2 separate regions of the Sus scrofa genome follow, and region 2 is linked to region 1. Evidence: chromatin contacts called from public HiChIP or PLAC-seq data. All regions are on one chromosome and are shown on one strand. The core of a region is the stretch at or near the end of the contact, and the rest is flanking DNA. Distances in the headings are between cores, read along the strand shown.

Region 1 (7,309 bases), core at 2,228-4,727:
GCTGACACCTCCAGCCTGTCCTTCTGTCCTTCCGTCTGTCTGTGCCGGGCTGGCCCGGTGCCCTCTCCTCCGACAGCTCCAAGTGGCGGGCAGGCTGGGGGTGGCCGGCTCGGGCTGCCCGGTGTGTCCCCTGCTCCATAGGCGAACCTGGCCGTGTGGCTGTCCATGATCGGCCTGGCCCAGTACTACAAGGTGCTGGTGGACAACGGCTACGAGAACATCGACTTCATCACCGACATCACCTGGGAGGACCTGCAGGAGATTGGCATCACCAAGCTGGGTGAGGCCCGGCCCTGCCCCCTGCCCCCTGGGCCTGGCCGCCTCCCTGGCCTGACCCACCTTGTGCCCCGCTCAGGACACCAGAAGAAGCTGATGCTGGCGGTGAGGAAGCTGGCCGAGCTGCAGAAGGCAGAGTACGCCAAGTATGAGGGCGGGCCCGTGCGCCGGAAGGCACCACAGTCCCTCGAAGTGATGACCATCGAGTCGCCACCCCCGCCCGAGCCTGCCCCGGCTGAATGCCAATCTCCGAAGATGACCACCTTCCAGGACAGCGAGCTCAGCGGCGAGCTGCAGGCTGCCATGACTGGCCCGGCCGAAGGGGCTGCCGCCACTGCTGCTGCTGCTGCCGCCGCCACCGCCGCTGCCACCGCCACCGCCGAGAAGCCCTCCAACCACCTGCCGCCCACCCCAAGGGCCTCCATGCGGCAGGAGCCCAGCCTCGGTGGGCGGGCACGACACATGAGCAGTTCTCAGGAGCTGTTGGGTGACGGGCCCCCTGGGCCTGGCAGTCCCATGTCACGAAGCCAGGAGTATCTGCTGGATGAGGGGCCCACCCCTGACACTCCCCAAAGGGAAGCCCGGCCCAGCCGCCACGGCCACAGTGTCAAGCGGGCCAGTGTGCCTCCGGTGCCTGGAAAGCCCCGGCAAGTCCTTCCACCAGCTGCCAGCCACTTCACACCCCCCCAGACGCCCACAAAAGCCCGGCCAGCCTCCCCTCAAGCCCTGGGGGGGCCTCACGGCCCAGCTCCAGCCACGGCCAAGGTGAAGCCCACCCCACAATTGCTGCCACCAGCAGAGCGACCTATGTCCCCTCGCTCGCTGCCTCAGTCACCCACACACCGTGGCTTTGCCTACGTGCTGCCCCAGCCAGTGGAGAGCGAGGCAGGGCCAGCTGTGCCAGGGCCTGTGCCCACGGCCGTGCCCACGCCGGTGCCTACGCTCTGCCTGCCCCCGGAGGCCGAAGTGGAGCCAGGGCGGCCCAAGAAGCGCGCCCACAGCCTGAACCGCTATGCGGCGTCCGACAGCGAGCCAGAGCGGGATGAGCTGCTGGTGCCAGCTGCCGCGGGGCCCTATGCCACGGTCCAGCGGCGCGTGGGCCGAAGCCACTCAGTGCGAGCACCTGCCGGCGCCGACAAGAACGTCAACCGCAGCCAGTCGTTTGCCGTTCGGCCTCGGAAGAAGGGCCCCCCCCCACCCCCACCCAAGCGCTCCAGCTCAGCCATGGCCAGTGCCAACCTGGCCGACGAGTCAGCGCCAGATGCCGAGGCCGAGGGGGCTGGGACAGAGGACGGCCGGCTAGGGGTTCGGGCACAGCGCCGCCGGGCTAGCGACCTGGCTGGCAGTGTGGACACAGGCAGCGCCGGCAGCGTGAAGAGCATCGCAGCCATGCTCGAGCTGTCGTCCATTGGGGGTGGGGGCCGGGCAGCCCGCAGGCCCCCTGAGGGCCACCCCGTGCCACGCCCTGCCAGCCCAGAGCCAGGCCGGGTGGCCACGGTGTTGGCCTCGGTGAAGCACAAGGAGGCCATTGGGCCTGACGGGGAGGTGGTGAACCGGCGCCGCACGCTGAGTGGGCCTGTCACGGGACTTCTGGCCACGGCTCGCCGGGGTCCGGGAGAGTCTGGGGGGCCTGCAGATCATGGCCGCTTTGTGGAAGACGGCGCTGCCCGGCAGCGGCCTCGCGGTCCAGCCAAGGGCGAGGCAGGTGCAGAGGGCCCACCCCTGGCCAGGGTGGAGGCCAGCGCCACACTCCAGAGGCGCATCCGAGCCAAGCAGAGCCAGCAGGAGAACGTGAAGTTTCTCCTGACGGAGTCCGACACGGTCAAGCGCCGGCCCAAGGCCAAGGAGCGGGAGACAGGTCCAGAGCCTCCCCCGCCCCTGTCCGTGTACCAGACTGGAACAGGCACTGTGCACCGCCCCCTGGCCTCTGAGCAGGCTGGGCCCCCAGAGCTGCCTCCGCCACCCCCACCCGCTGAGCCCCCGCCCTCCGACCTGATGCAGCTGCCCCCGCTGCCCCCGCTGGACAGTGATGCCCGGAAGCCGGCCAAGCCGCCTGTCTCTCCGAAGCCCATTCTGGCTCAGCCCGTGCCCAAGATCCAGAGCTCACCCACACCTGCCTCCAAGAAGGTGCCGCTGCCAGGTCCTGGCAGCCCAGGTAGGTGCAGGAGGCCCTCTGGGGGAGCTCCCCACTGTGGTCTGAGGGGGTTCGCCATTTCTTGGAGTGGAGTGGGAAAGCGCCCTCACTCCACTCTCATCCACTGGTCCACTGGACCATTCCGTCAGCGCTGAGCCGGGAGGCGGGTGGGTGGTCCCTACCCTGCTCAGTGAAGGAGGCAGAGAAGCCCGTGAGTAGTGGCACCCGTGAAGGGCAGGCCCAAGATGCTGGAAGGCTCAGGGAGGACTCTGACCTGGCTGGAGCGTGGCCCCAGTGCAGGGCGGGGAGAGGCTTCCAAGCAGAAGGATCAGAGGTGCAAAGGCCCTGTGGCATTCAAGCAAGGGAGGGCCAGCGGCTGCAGCAGGCCACACCTGCAGGCGGTTAGAGGTGGGGGGGCGGACCGCCGGGGTTTGGAAGCAGTGACACCAGCTGGTGTGCCCAGAGAAGCGCGCTCCCTGGCAGCCTCGGGGAGGCGGGGGTGAGTGGGGCGCGGAGGACTGGAGCCGGGCGGGCAGTGCAGCTGGGGTGGTGGGGAGGCAAAGCGCGGCGGTGGGGCTTGTGGGCAGGGCTTGTGTCTGGAGATGGGCGGTGCGCACGCCGCTCGACCTCTCACCCCGGCGCGAGTCTCCTCCTCCCCGCAGAGGTGAAGCGCGCCCACGGCACGCCGCCGCCCGTGTCTCCCAAGCCGCCGCCGCCGCCCACGGCACCCAAGCCAGCCAAGGCCGCCGCGGGGCTGCAGTCGGGCAGCGCCAGCCCGTCGCCCGCGCCCTCGCCGGCGCGCCAGCCACCCCCCGCGCTCGCCAAGTCTGCCAGCACGCCGCCGCCGCCGCTGAGCGCCAGCCCTGCGAGGCCCCCGTCCCCCGGTGCGCCCGCGCTGCACGTGCCCGCCAAGCCTCCGCGCGCCGCTGCAGTCGCCGCCGGGCCCCCTGCCGTGCCCGACAGCGCCTCGCCGGGGGATAGCGCCCGGCAGAAGCTGGAGGAGACGAGCGCGTGCTTGGCGGCGGCGCTGCAAGCGGTAGAAGAGAAGATTCGGCAGGAGGACGCGCAAGGCTCGCGGTAGGTGCGGGACGGGGTCCGACGCGGGCTCGGTGAGGCCTGGGGAGGGTGCACACTGAGGGAGGCCCTGCGAGGGCCGGGCAGACTGGCGGTGGAGGGTCGGGGTCTGGAGTCGGGCCCCGCCCTCAGGCCCCGGGCGAGGCCCGGTGTGGGCGGGGTCTGCGAGCCCCTTCAGCCCCCCGACCGGGGACTGCGGGGCGGGGCTGGAGTCGGGGGCGGGCAGATGTGGAGGCGTGGACTTTTGGCCGACCCCGCCCTCGAGCGCGGGGGCGGGGCGGGGCGGGGCGGGGCTCGGCCCGGGCCGTATGTGGGGACCAGGACGTTCAGCGTTGCACCGTCTGCTCACGCCTCGCCCGCCCCCAGCCCCTCGGCGGCCGAGGAGAAGAGCACTGGCAGCATCCTGGACGACATTGGCAGCATGTTTGACGACCTGGCTGACCAGCTGGACGCCATGCTGGAGTGACGCGGCCGCCCATGTCGGGGGTCCGCCCGCGCCGCTTGGGCTCCGGCCCGCACACTGACCTTTACCTCAGGATGGGCACCGCTGGGCGCGGCGCGAGCAGGCTGGGTGGCGGGCGGGGTGCAGGGGACAGCCCGCCAGGTGGCCGCGGGCACGAGGCAGGGGCGGGCGGTGCTGCCCGGCACCTGCACAAGCACAACTCCTGCCCCCGGGCCCAGCCTGGAGGACTGCCTGGCTGGGGACCCAAGGGCTCTGGGCAGATGCTGCTGCCCCGTGGGTGCCCATCCCTATCTGCTGCTCCCTGTGCAATAACTGCTGGGCCACCTGCCCACCCTCCACCAGGCTCTGCCCCCTGGGGGTGGAGGAGGGGCCACCCCCAAAACCCCTGCCCAAGAGGCCAGGTTGGGCCCACCCTGGGAGGAGGCAGTGGGAGGGGGGCAGCTGCTGTATTCCCCTTCCCAATCTGAGGCAGAGCACAGGCCTATGCCCAGCACAGAACTGCCCATTGGGGACCTCTGCCAGCCGCTCCGGCGCAGCACAAGGGGCTGAGGTCGGGCCCCCTGCCCCACTGCACCCCCCTCCCCAGAATATAAGCTATTGAAGAGTATTAATTTATTGGGAATGAGCTAAGGCAGATTTCCCCAGAGAAACAAGAAGGTATAACTTTAACAAATATATATTTAAAGAAAAAAAATATTATTGATACTATAGAAAACCATTTACCACCTGCAAGGACGCTGGAGTCCAGCTCAAGACAAAAGCTGTTAGAGGCCCTGGCCATCTGTCCTTCCCCTCCCTCTGTCCAGGCGTGGCCAGATCTCTGGCCCAGTAGCACAAACAGGAGGCTGGGGTCCGGGGAGGGGTCCGTGCTCCGCCAGCACCTCCCCTCTGCTCTCTCTCCTGCCTTCTCTGCGTCTGAAGGACTGGAAGGATGTGCCTTGCTCGCTGCTGGGCGGTGCCCTCCGCTCCTCCGGGGCTGTTGGTGTGAGGCCGCACCTGGGCTTCAGGGGCGCCCAGTGCACAGTGTGGTGAACATGGGCACGTCAGCCGGGTGACAGCAGGGGGTGCAGGGCGTGCATGCCAGGCTGTGTGTGGTGCGTGTGAGGTTGTGCCCGACCTTCCCTCCCTGGGGCCCCCCACTGACCCAGCGCTGCCAGCCCACCCCCGCAGATGCTCTGCTCGTGGTCCGAGGCCGTGTCGTGTGGTCGTTCTCGCCTTCTCTCTCCCCCAACCCCCTGCTCCAAAAAGTACTGATCGGTCTCCTCTATCGTGTTTGCTGATGACCCACGTGTGTTGGGCACAACTCTGACATTTCTTAAAAAAAAAAAAAAAAAGAATTAAAAAACGCCGAAAACCAGTGACTGTGATCCTGGCGAGTGAGAGGGGTCTGCCGAGGTGGTGTCCGGGCATGGGGGGGGCCCCTTCCAGCGGTCACTTGTGGACCCTTCCCTGCTGGATGCGCCTGGCCATCTCCCTGGCCTCCTCAGCGCGTGGCCCGGGGGCAGGCAGGTGGGGCGGGGGGTTCGGGCAGGGACCTACTGTCAGCTGTCAATAAACAGCTGAAAACGGAGCTGCCTGGCTGGCTTTTTGAGGGCGTGTACACTGGGGCAAGTGGGAGGCCAGCCTGTTCCTGGTGGGGAGGAGACGCCACAGAGAGGGCCGTTTTCCCCCCTGGGCTTGTCACCGGGAGCCTCCGGTGCTCCCACCCCAGGGTCCCTCCCACTGGCTGCTGGTGCCCGGGCACCCCAGTGTTCTCAGGCGGCCTCTCCCTCCCCAAGGGCCATCCGGACTCACAGCCACAGTCTGTGCAGCTTTTATTTCAATCAGGAAGTAATCAAATCTATATACAGTCTAAAAACAGTAGAAAAGGTGAGTAAAAAGGCCCACAGTCCACCTGGAGTCAGGACAGAGTGGGGGGCTGCTGAGCGTCGTACCTGGCACCCAGAGAGGGGCTGGGCACTGTCCTGGCAGTGACGATGACAGGGCCAAGCAGAGGGGGACTCGCTGGGTGCCGGGCAGGGAGGGCACTCACTGCCTGCCTGGCTGAGTCTGCCTGCCTGTCCCCACAGGGTGGGCAGAGACCCCCAGACCAACCATGGGGCCAGCCGGACTGGGACTGGTCTGGGTTGGGCCCAGAGCAAGCCAAGACCTGGCCCAGGTTCTGTTAGCAAGTCCAAACCTGCAGAGGAAAGGCTCCGTTTCAGGGGCCCCTTTGGGCGTCCGGCCCCAGAGCCACTTGCCATTCCTGCCTGCTGTCCCCCGCCACCCGCCCAGGGCTCCCGGCTCCCAACACCTCCCCCTGCTCAGCACGGGCCGCCCCTCTGGGTGGCCCGAACTGAGGCGCTGACCTTCACAGTGCTGTCCACGGCTCCCGAGAAGAGCCGGCCCCGGGACACAGCCAGGGCTGTCACGCTGCCCTGGTGGCGCAGCAGGGTCTGCGTGCAGATCATGTTATCCATGCTCCACACCTGGGGGCACAGGGCACATGAGGACCCGCCCCGGCCTGGCCACCGGCCCTGGGCCCCCCTCTGTTGCCAGGCCAGCTCGCACCCTGAGAGAGCGGTCGTAGGACGCACTGAAGACTTTGGTCTGGTCTGGCGTGGAGATGACCGCCAGGGCGTACACGGTGCCCACGTGGCCCGTCAGGGTTCGCACTTGCTCCTTGGACTCGATGTCCCATACCTGGGGGTGGGCAGGCAGAGGCGGGTCAGAGGCACAGACCGGGGCGGGGGGTGGGGGGCAGGGGGAATGGGCCCAGAGCTGGGCCCCAGCCCTGGGTGCCGGCTCTTACGTGGATGAGGTTCTCGTAGGTGCCACAGACGATGTGGTGGTTCGTCACGGCGATCGAGTAGACACTGCCACCAGACGTCTGCAGGACGTGGATGCAGTCGAGGGTCCGGATGTCCCAGATCTGGGGGCAAGCACAGGCCACTTGGTCCCAGCCCAGATGCCTCACCCCAGGGGTCTCTGTATGCAGGCAGCAGCACTGCCCACCCTGGGGTGTGTGTGAGGGTCTCCTTGGGCCGGCGGGGTCGGGGTAGGACAAGTGGAGTCCCGGGAGCCTGCCAGGGCGCAGGCGCTCGGGGCGGGCGCACCTTGATTGTCTGGTACGAGCCGCTGTACAGGTAGCTCTGGGCGGCCACCAGGGCCCGCACCCAGTGGTTGAGGCCGGTGAGCTCCTTCTTCAGCTTCAGCTCGGTGCCCACGATGTCCCAGACCTGGGGGAGCAGCCGTGAGTGCAGGCGGGCGAGCGAGGGCAGGCGCCGCCACCCGCCGCCCCGCCTGGCGCCCCTTGCCCCACCTTGATGGCTTTCAGGGAGCCGCTGAAGAGCAGGTTGTGCGAGGAGACCAGCGTGCACACC
Region 2 (7,309 bases), core at 3,163-5,662, 200 kb after region 1:
GATGATGGCTTTCTGCTGCCACCCAACAGTGGACAGACTTGGAGCTCATGCAGCAGAAACAGAAGGCAAACGAAGGAGTTCCCGTCTCTGGGTCAGTGGAAAGGAATCTGCAGCTTGGATCTGGTGTTGCTGCGGCTACGGCTCCGATTGGACTCCTAGCCTGGGAACTTCCATACGCCACGAGTGTGGCCCTGAAAAGACAAATAAATAAATAAATAAATAAAAAGTTTAAGCTCATATAAGTGTCTACATGTCTTTGCTGAACAGGAGAGATGGACACAACATTGTAAATCAACTATTCTTTTTTTTTTTTTTTTTTTTTTTTTTGTCTTTTTAGGGCCGCACCCGCAGCATATGGAGGTTCCCAGGCCAGGACTCAGGAGTCAAATGGGAGCTGTAGCCGCCGGCCTATGCCAGAGCCACAGCAACACAGGATCCAAGCCGAGTCTGCCACCTACACCACAGCTCATGGCAAAACTGGATCCTTAACCCACTGAGCGAGGCCAGGGATCGAACCCGAGTCCTCATGGATACTATTTGGGCTCGTTACTGCTGAGCTACGACAGGAATTCTGTCAATCAACTATAATTTAAAAAAAAGCATCTGCATTTCTTGGCTCATGGCTGTTAGAGTCAAGGGATCTTGATTTTCAGTCACAGCCCTTTTGATCCTCTGGGCACAGAGCCAGCCCTCCCCCGGCCCTATGGGTCCAGCTCAGGCTCACAGCCCTCAGGACCGGACAGGAATCCTCCTGGTTTCCCTGCCTACAGACTGGACCTGCCTGAGGAAGGGAAGCCCCCCAACGGGGGATTCCTCTGCCTCCTCCCAGGCCACGTTGTTCCTGTCCTTGGGGGGCCACGTGCAGCAGAAAACAGAGTGTGACCTAGTCCTAGCACCCTTAAGGAAAGGAGAGCCAGCCCGGACTCCAGGTGTCCCCACCCAGGCTGCCCAGGATGCCCCCCTCGCGCCACGCCTGGCCAGGCCTGCTTCTGGCACCAGAGCCCATGCCTGCCACAGGAGATGACAGAGCTCCCCTGCCAGGGGCTAAATCTGGGATCTGGCCGCAGCACGTCCTGGCCCTGCCACTCGACCTCCAGCGCCTGGCGGGGAGGCCCCTTCCCTTCCTGATGTGCGGGGACCCATTGCCATGGTCAGTGGGCTTGGGGGGCCGGCTTCCTGGGGTGGGGCAGGGGGACTTCTGGAGTCTTTCCGGGCAGGGACCGCCCCTGGGGGCTGTGAAGGCCTAGGTGGTTAGAGGGGCAACCGTGGGGCGGAGACCTGGCTTCCTGGCCTAGGGCGGGCAAGGAGGTGGGTAGATGGCAGTGGGCCGCTGCCCCTGCAGCCCTTGGCCACCGTGAGGGCGCAGCCAGGCGGGGCCCCAGAGGCAGGAAGCCTGTGTGCGAGGAGGCCTGAAGTTGGCAGCTTCCCCAAGACACTGCCCAGGGGGAGCTTCTCTTCTTTCCAGCGGATGGAGGTAGCCCCAGAGGAGCACGGGTCTTGGCCCGGGGCCTCCAGCTCACTTCTGCTCTGGGTTCCGGGACCATCCATCCGCCCCCCCACCAGGGAGACCCCAGCTCTGATGTCCCTCTCCTCCGGTCCCCAGTCACACCGGAAGTTCTCCGCCCCTCGGCACGGACACCTGGGCTTCCTGCCGCACAAGAGAAGCCGCCGGCACCGGGGCAAGGTGAAGACGTGGCCACGGGACGACCCCAGCCAGCCTGTGCACCTCACGGCTTTCCTGGGCTACAAGGCCGGCATGACACACACTCTGCGGGAGGTGCATCGGCCAGGGCTCAGTGAGTGGCTGCCAGGGGCCCCAGGAGGGCAGGCAGGGCACACAGACCGCTGAAGATCTGGAGGCCCTTCCAGGTGCTGGGCTCCCTGCCAGCTCCAGAAAGGGCCAGGCCCTGCCTGTGGGAACCTCGGGCAGGACACTGGCCATCCTCGGGCACTGCCCCTCGAAAACGGCTCTGCCATTGCCCCAGTTTACAGATGAGGAGACTGAGCAGTCATGCAACTGGAAGGAGCCAGGAGGCAAGGGCAGGTGTCCCAACACACCTCTGGTTTTGGGATCATTGTAGATTCCCGTGTGGTTATAATACAGAGAGGTCCCCTGTTTCCCCAGTGGCAACGTGTCTTAAAACGGTGGTAATAGTCACAGCCAGATGTGACGTGGGTACAACCTACCGTCTCATTCAGATTCCTCCAAGGGGTGTGTGTTTATTTCTGCGAGGTTCTGTCACCTGCAATTGTGTGTACCCACCACCTAGATACATATATATGTAATATATATGTATTTTAAATTTTATTTCTTCTTTTTGGGGGGGGGGTGCAGCAACTTCATGTGGGATTTTGGTTCCCAGACCAGGGATTGAACCTGGGCCACAGCAGTGAGTCCTAATCACTAGAATCCCTAGACCACCAGGGAACTCCACATATATCCTGGCCCTGCTCAAGGCATGTGGAAATTCCCAGGCCAGGGATCTGAACCCATGCCACAGCAGTGACACCAGATCCTTAACCACTAGACCACTAGGAAACTCCCAGAACTCCCTTCTTTTTTTTTTTTATTCTTTTTAAGGGCCACACATGGGGCATGTGGAAGTTCCCAGGCTAGGGGTCTAATCAGAGCTATAGCTGCTGGCCTCCACCACAGCTACAGCGATGCAAGATCTGAGCCACGTCTGTGACCTACACCACAGCTCACAGCAACGCTGGATCCTTAACCCACTGAGTGAGGCTGGGGATTGAACCCGCAACCTCATGGTTCCTAATCGGATTCGTTTCCGCTGTGCCACTATGGGAACTCCTATTTTTTAAACATATGCTTCTTTTACTTTGGACCAGCCTCAGTCATAACATCTAGAAAGTCATGGATTTGGGTGAATTCCTTTGTGGCTCAGTGCATTAAATGTTCAGCATTGTCCACGCAGTGGCTTGGGGTCACTGCTTGTCTGGCGAGAGTTTGATCCCTGGCCTGGGAACTTCCACATGTCACGGGAGTGGCCAAAAAAAGAAACAAAAAAACCAGCAAAAAACCCCCACAACCAAACAAACAAAAATCATGGGTTTTGGACAAGTCTTAGGGTTTTTTGTGGAAACATGTGGGTTTTTGCCCCACTACAGGAGGCCCAACCCTACCCTTTGGAGGCACTGCCCTGGGTGTTGCTCTCTGCACCCATTCCCAGATGGGCTGGTGGGGAAGCTGCAGCATGGGGCAGGTCAGGGCCACCTGGGGGGTCTTGCCCTGTGGCTGCAAGAGCAGGAAGAGGAGGGCAGGGAGTGGGAGGCTGAGGGCTGGAGGGCGGGGGGCTTGCTCGCCGGGGCCTCTGTCCACAGCATCCCTGGCGCTGTGCGGGGGTGGGGGGGCTGCGTGTGTTCTTCCCCCGCTCCCACCTCTCCATGGGACCCGGGGATGCCCTCCACGCCCCCATCTCTGGGTTTCATCCAGAAATTTCCAAGCGGGAGGAGGTGGAGGCAGTGACGATTGTGGAGACACCGCCTCTGGTGGTGGTGGGCGTGGTGGGCTACGTGGCCACCCCTCGAGGCCTGCGGAGTTTCAAGACCATCTTTGCAGAACATCTCAGTGACGAGTGCCGCCGGCGCTTCTACAGGGACTGGTGAGAGGAGGGGTGGCAACAGTGTAGAAGGAGGAATGTGTGTGTGTGCGGCTCTCACTTTAATAAAAGATGAGGACAGGAGGGCTGCAGAGGAAACTGGGCTGGAGGGAAAAAGACAGCCGGTATTCTCATCCTCAGGGTAGAGTAAGGAACCAGTGCTGCAGAATGTCAGAGTTCACCCTGAGCTTCCTAGCAGCCAGGGTGAAAAGGGCAACAGCCAAATGACAAGCTCTTTTCATCAGAAAGAGAGGCAAAAGGCATTCTTAGGTCTCAAACCTTCCTTGCCATTAAGTCCAGCCTGAGAAGGAAGGCCTCCTGCCTGAGGAACCTCATAGACACCCCCTTCCACATGGAGCAAGGGCACAGCATGGCTTCTCTGGGAGGTGACCATCCTGGGCCCCAGGGTCAGAGGAAAGCACACTGGCCTCTTGGAATCTCCTCTCCCCAACCTCCACACACACGTACACACCCCACAGCTGCCATCAAATAGGAGGGAGGGGCCCACATCACGGGGTCGTGAGGAGGAGATAAGTGGAGTCTCCAGCCTCCAGCACAGAGAGCTCAGCTAATGCCCGCTGGCCTTGTTTTTTGCCCTTGCATTGTTAACAACCTGCCCCTCGTCCAGGGGCTCTGACCTCCCTGATTTTGCCGTCCTCCTCTGTGGAGCAGAGATAACGATGTCCACCTCCCTGGATTCTGGCCGGGGTCAGGAACGACGTGGCCTGGGGCCTGGCCAGTCCTGGCTGTCTGCTTTAGAGTGGGCTCAGCAGCCGTGGCAAAGTGGGCACATGGCCTCGGCCTGGCAGGCACGCCCCTCGGCCAAGTTCCCACGCATCTGCCCCGTCTCGGCCCGGGAGGCAGGGAGGGTACCCACTTTACGGAGGAGAAAACCAAGGCCTAGAGAGGGCGGGACGGTCTGGCCTCAAAGACGGCGACGGGGAGCAGCCAGGGGACCCCCGGGGCCCAGCAGTGTCTCGCCTGGGAAGGGGGGAGGCGACATCTGAGGCCCGTGCCTGGTGGGCTGCGGGCCTGCTAAGCGCCCTCTGTGTGTGGCTCAGGCACAAGAGCAAGAAGAAAGCCTTCACCAAGGCCTGCAGGAGGTGGCGCGACACCGACGGCAAGAAGCAGCTGCAGAGGGACTTTGCCGCCATGAAGAAGTACTGCAAAGTCATCCGGGTCATTGTCCACACCCAGGTCAGCCCCGCCCCCAACTCACCCAGGCCAGCCCCGCCCCCAGCTCAACGCGGCCAGCCCCGCCCCCAACTCACCCAGCTCAGCCCCGCCCCCAGCTCACCCAGGCCAGCCCCGCCCCCAGCTCACCGCGGTCAGCCCCGCCCCCAGCTCAGCCCCCCAGCCCGGCTTCCGGGAGCCCTGGCAAATGTCAGCCTAAAAATACCGCAGGTCCTGGGCACAGGCCCAAAGGGTTGGCTGTCCGACCCTCTGGCCACCGGCAGCCTCAGGGCTGCGAGGTTGGGTGTCAGTCGGCTCTGAGGGCTGCTGGGCACCAGCCACACCCAGCGGTCAACCGAGGCCCTGAGACACGCCCGAGGTCCTGGATCTTCTGCCAAATGTTGGGAGGGGAGGGCTGCCACCTCCCTTTGGGCTCCGGCCCTTGAGTGTGTCCATCGGCATTCGTGTGTGGGGTCTGGCTTCCTGTGGGCTGACAGGTGCCAACACCCGCTGGCTTATTCTGGAACATTCAGGGAAGCCTTCCAAGGCCCCGAGCAGTGACCCTCCCCCACCTGCCTCAGCGGCTCTCACACTGGCAGGTCCTGAATACATGTGTCATTGGTTCACGTCCATCTCCCTCGATAGACCTGGGCTCCAGGGGGGCAGGGTCACTGCTTCCTGTCCAGCAAGTCCTTCATGTGTACGTGTGGGCACTATGCTGTGACCTATGTCCCTGCTTCCACCATGGGTCCCTACGGCCTATGCCTCACGCAGCAGCAGCCAGAGATGTTTGAAAATGTATGTGCATCTCGTGGAGTTCCCGTCGTGGCTCAGCAGTTAACGAATCCAACTAGGAACCACGAGGTTGCTGGTTTGATCCCTGGCCTTGCTCAGTGGGTTAAGGATCTGTCATTGCCGTGAGCTGTGGTGTAGGTCCCAGAGGCGGCTCAGATCCCGTACTGCTGTGGCTGTGGTGTAGGCTGGCAGCTGTAGCTCTGATTTGACCCCTAGCCTGGGAACCTCCATATGCCTCAGGTGTGGCCCTAAAAAGACAAAAAAAAAAAAAAAAAAAAAAAAAAAGAAAGAAAGAAAAAAAAGGAGTTCCTTTTAATAGTGGCACAGCAGAAACAAATCCTACTGGTAAGTGTGAGGTTGTGAGTTCAATCCCTGGCCTCGCTCAGTGGGTTAAGGATCTGGCGTTGCCATGAGCTGTGGTGTAGGTCACAGATGTGGCTTGGATCCCACGTTGCTGTGGCTGTGGTGTAGGCCTGCGGCTACAGCTCCAATTCGACCCCAAGCCTGGGAACCTCCATATGCCGAGGGAGCGGCCCTAGCAAAGGCAAAAAGACAAAACAAAACAAACAAAAAAACTTTTGTTGGTGCATACTTGACTTAGAATATGTAGTGTTAGTTTCAGGCATATAGCAAAGTGAATCCAATTATACATATCCATCCATCCATGCTTTCTTCCCAGGGAGGTTATTGTAGACTATTGAGTAGATTTTCCTGTGCTGTCAGCAGGTCCTTGTTAATTATCTATTTTGTGTAATGTGTACACGTCATCCCCATCCTCCTCATGTATCCCTCCCTCCACGTTTCCCCAGAGTCATCATAAGTTTGATTTAAAATCTGTGAGTTTCTCTGTCTCACAAAAAATTTTGTAACTTTTTTATTAGAGTCCACATATACGTGATATGATAGGACACTTGTCTTTTTTTTTTTTTTTTGGTCTTTTTGCTATTTCTTGGGCCGTTCCCGCGGAGCTGTAGCCACCGGCCTATGCCAGAGCCACAGCAATGCGGGATCCGAGCCGCGTCTGCAACCTACACCACAGCTCACGGCAACGCCGGATCGTTAACCCACTGAGCAAGCGCAGGGATCGAACCCGCAACCTCATGGTTCCTAGTCAGATTCATTAACCACTGCGCCACGACGGGAACTCCTCTTTCTCTGACTTATGCCACTCAGTATGCACATTGCCAGGTCCATCTACCTTGCTGCAAATGACATGATCTCATTGTTTTTTCTGAGTAGTATTTGCTCGTATATAGGCGCAACTTCTTCTTCACCCACTCCTCTGCCGGGGCATTTACGTTGTTTCCAGATCCTGGTGATGGTAAATAGCGCTGCAGCAAAGATTGGGGTGCATGTATCTTTCCGAATCACAGTTTTCTCCAGGTGTATGTCCAGGAGTGGGACTGCTGGATGATACAGTAGTTTGATATTTAGTTAAAAAACTAAATAGGAACCTCTATCCTGTGCTCCATAGCGGCTGCACCATTACATTCCCACCAACACTGTATGAGGGCTCCCTTTTCTCCACACCCTCTCCAGCATTGGTTTGTAGACACTTTGTCTTTTTTTTTAGGGCCGTCCCCGTGGCACATGGAGGTTCCTAGGCTAGGGGTCGAATTGGAGCTGTAGCCGCCAGCCTACACCACAGCCACAGCCGCACGAGATCCCTGATGCACCTGCCACCGACACCACAGCTCATGGCAATGCCAGATCCTTAACCCACT

What was found. HiChIP or PLAC-seq counts read pairs in DNA pulled down with a chosen protein or histone mark.
Region 2: a contact with region 1 is called in an H3K27ac HiChIP or PLAC-seq map of alveolar macrophages. The contact joins two enhancer-like sites. A contact is called at or near these places in 1 of 5 promoter capture datasets (fetal liver) and 1 of 2 datasets of contacts at active chromatin or transcription factors (alveolar macrophages).

Annotation. Positions count from the first base shown.
Region 1 is chr3:39,806,059-39,813,367 of Sscrofa11.1, forward strand. CASKIN1 (caskin-1) reads left to right here. Exons shown (of 20, transcript XM_021086770.1): 17 at 142-280; 18 at 356-2,431; 19 at 3,073-3,487; 20 at 3,851-5,323. The coding sequence ends at 3,950. It overlaps TRAF7 (E3 ubiquitin-protein ligase TRAF7), which reads right to left. Exons shown (of 21, transcript XM_003124733.4): 16 at 7,249-7,309; 17 at 7,043-7,165; 18 at 6,739-6,858; 19 at 6,498-6,629; 20 at 6,296-6,415; 21 at 5,745-6,126. The coding sequence ends at 6,112. Among named protein-coding and RNA genes, the nearest start is that of CASKIN1, 15 kb to the left of the region's middle. Within about 2 kb of position 3,478, at least 37 of the 83 cell types and tissues checked have an H3K27ac peak or open chromatin away from gene starts, as enhancers often do. A contact at or near this core is called in alveolar macrophages and fetal liver, where this site is marked.
Region 2 is chr3:40,006,864-40,014,172 of Sscrofa11.1, forward strand. RPL3L (60S ribosomal protein L3-like) reads left to right here. Exons shown (of 9, transcript XM_021086793.1): 2 at 1,604-1,796; 3 at 3,452-3,620; 4 at 4,679-4,814. Among named protein-coding and RNA genes, the nearest start is that of NDUFB10, 4.9 kb to the left of the region's middle. Within about 2 kb of position 4,413, at least 59 of the 83 cell types and tissues checked have an H3K27ac peak or open chromatin away from gene starts, as enhancers often do. A contact at or near this core is called in alveolar macrophages and fetal liver, where this site is marked.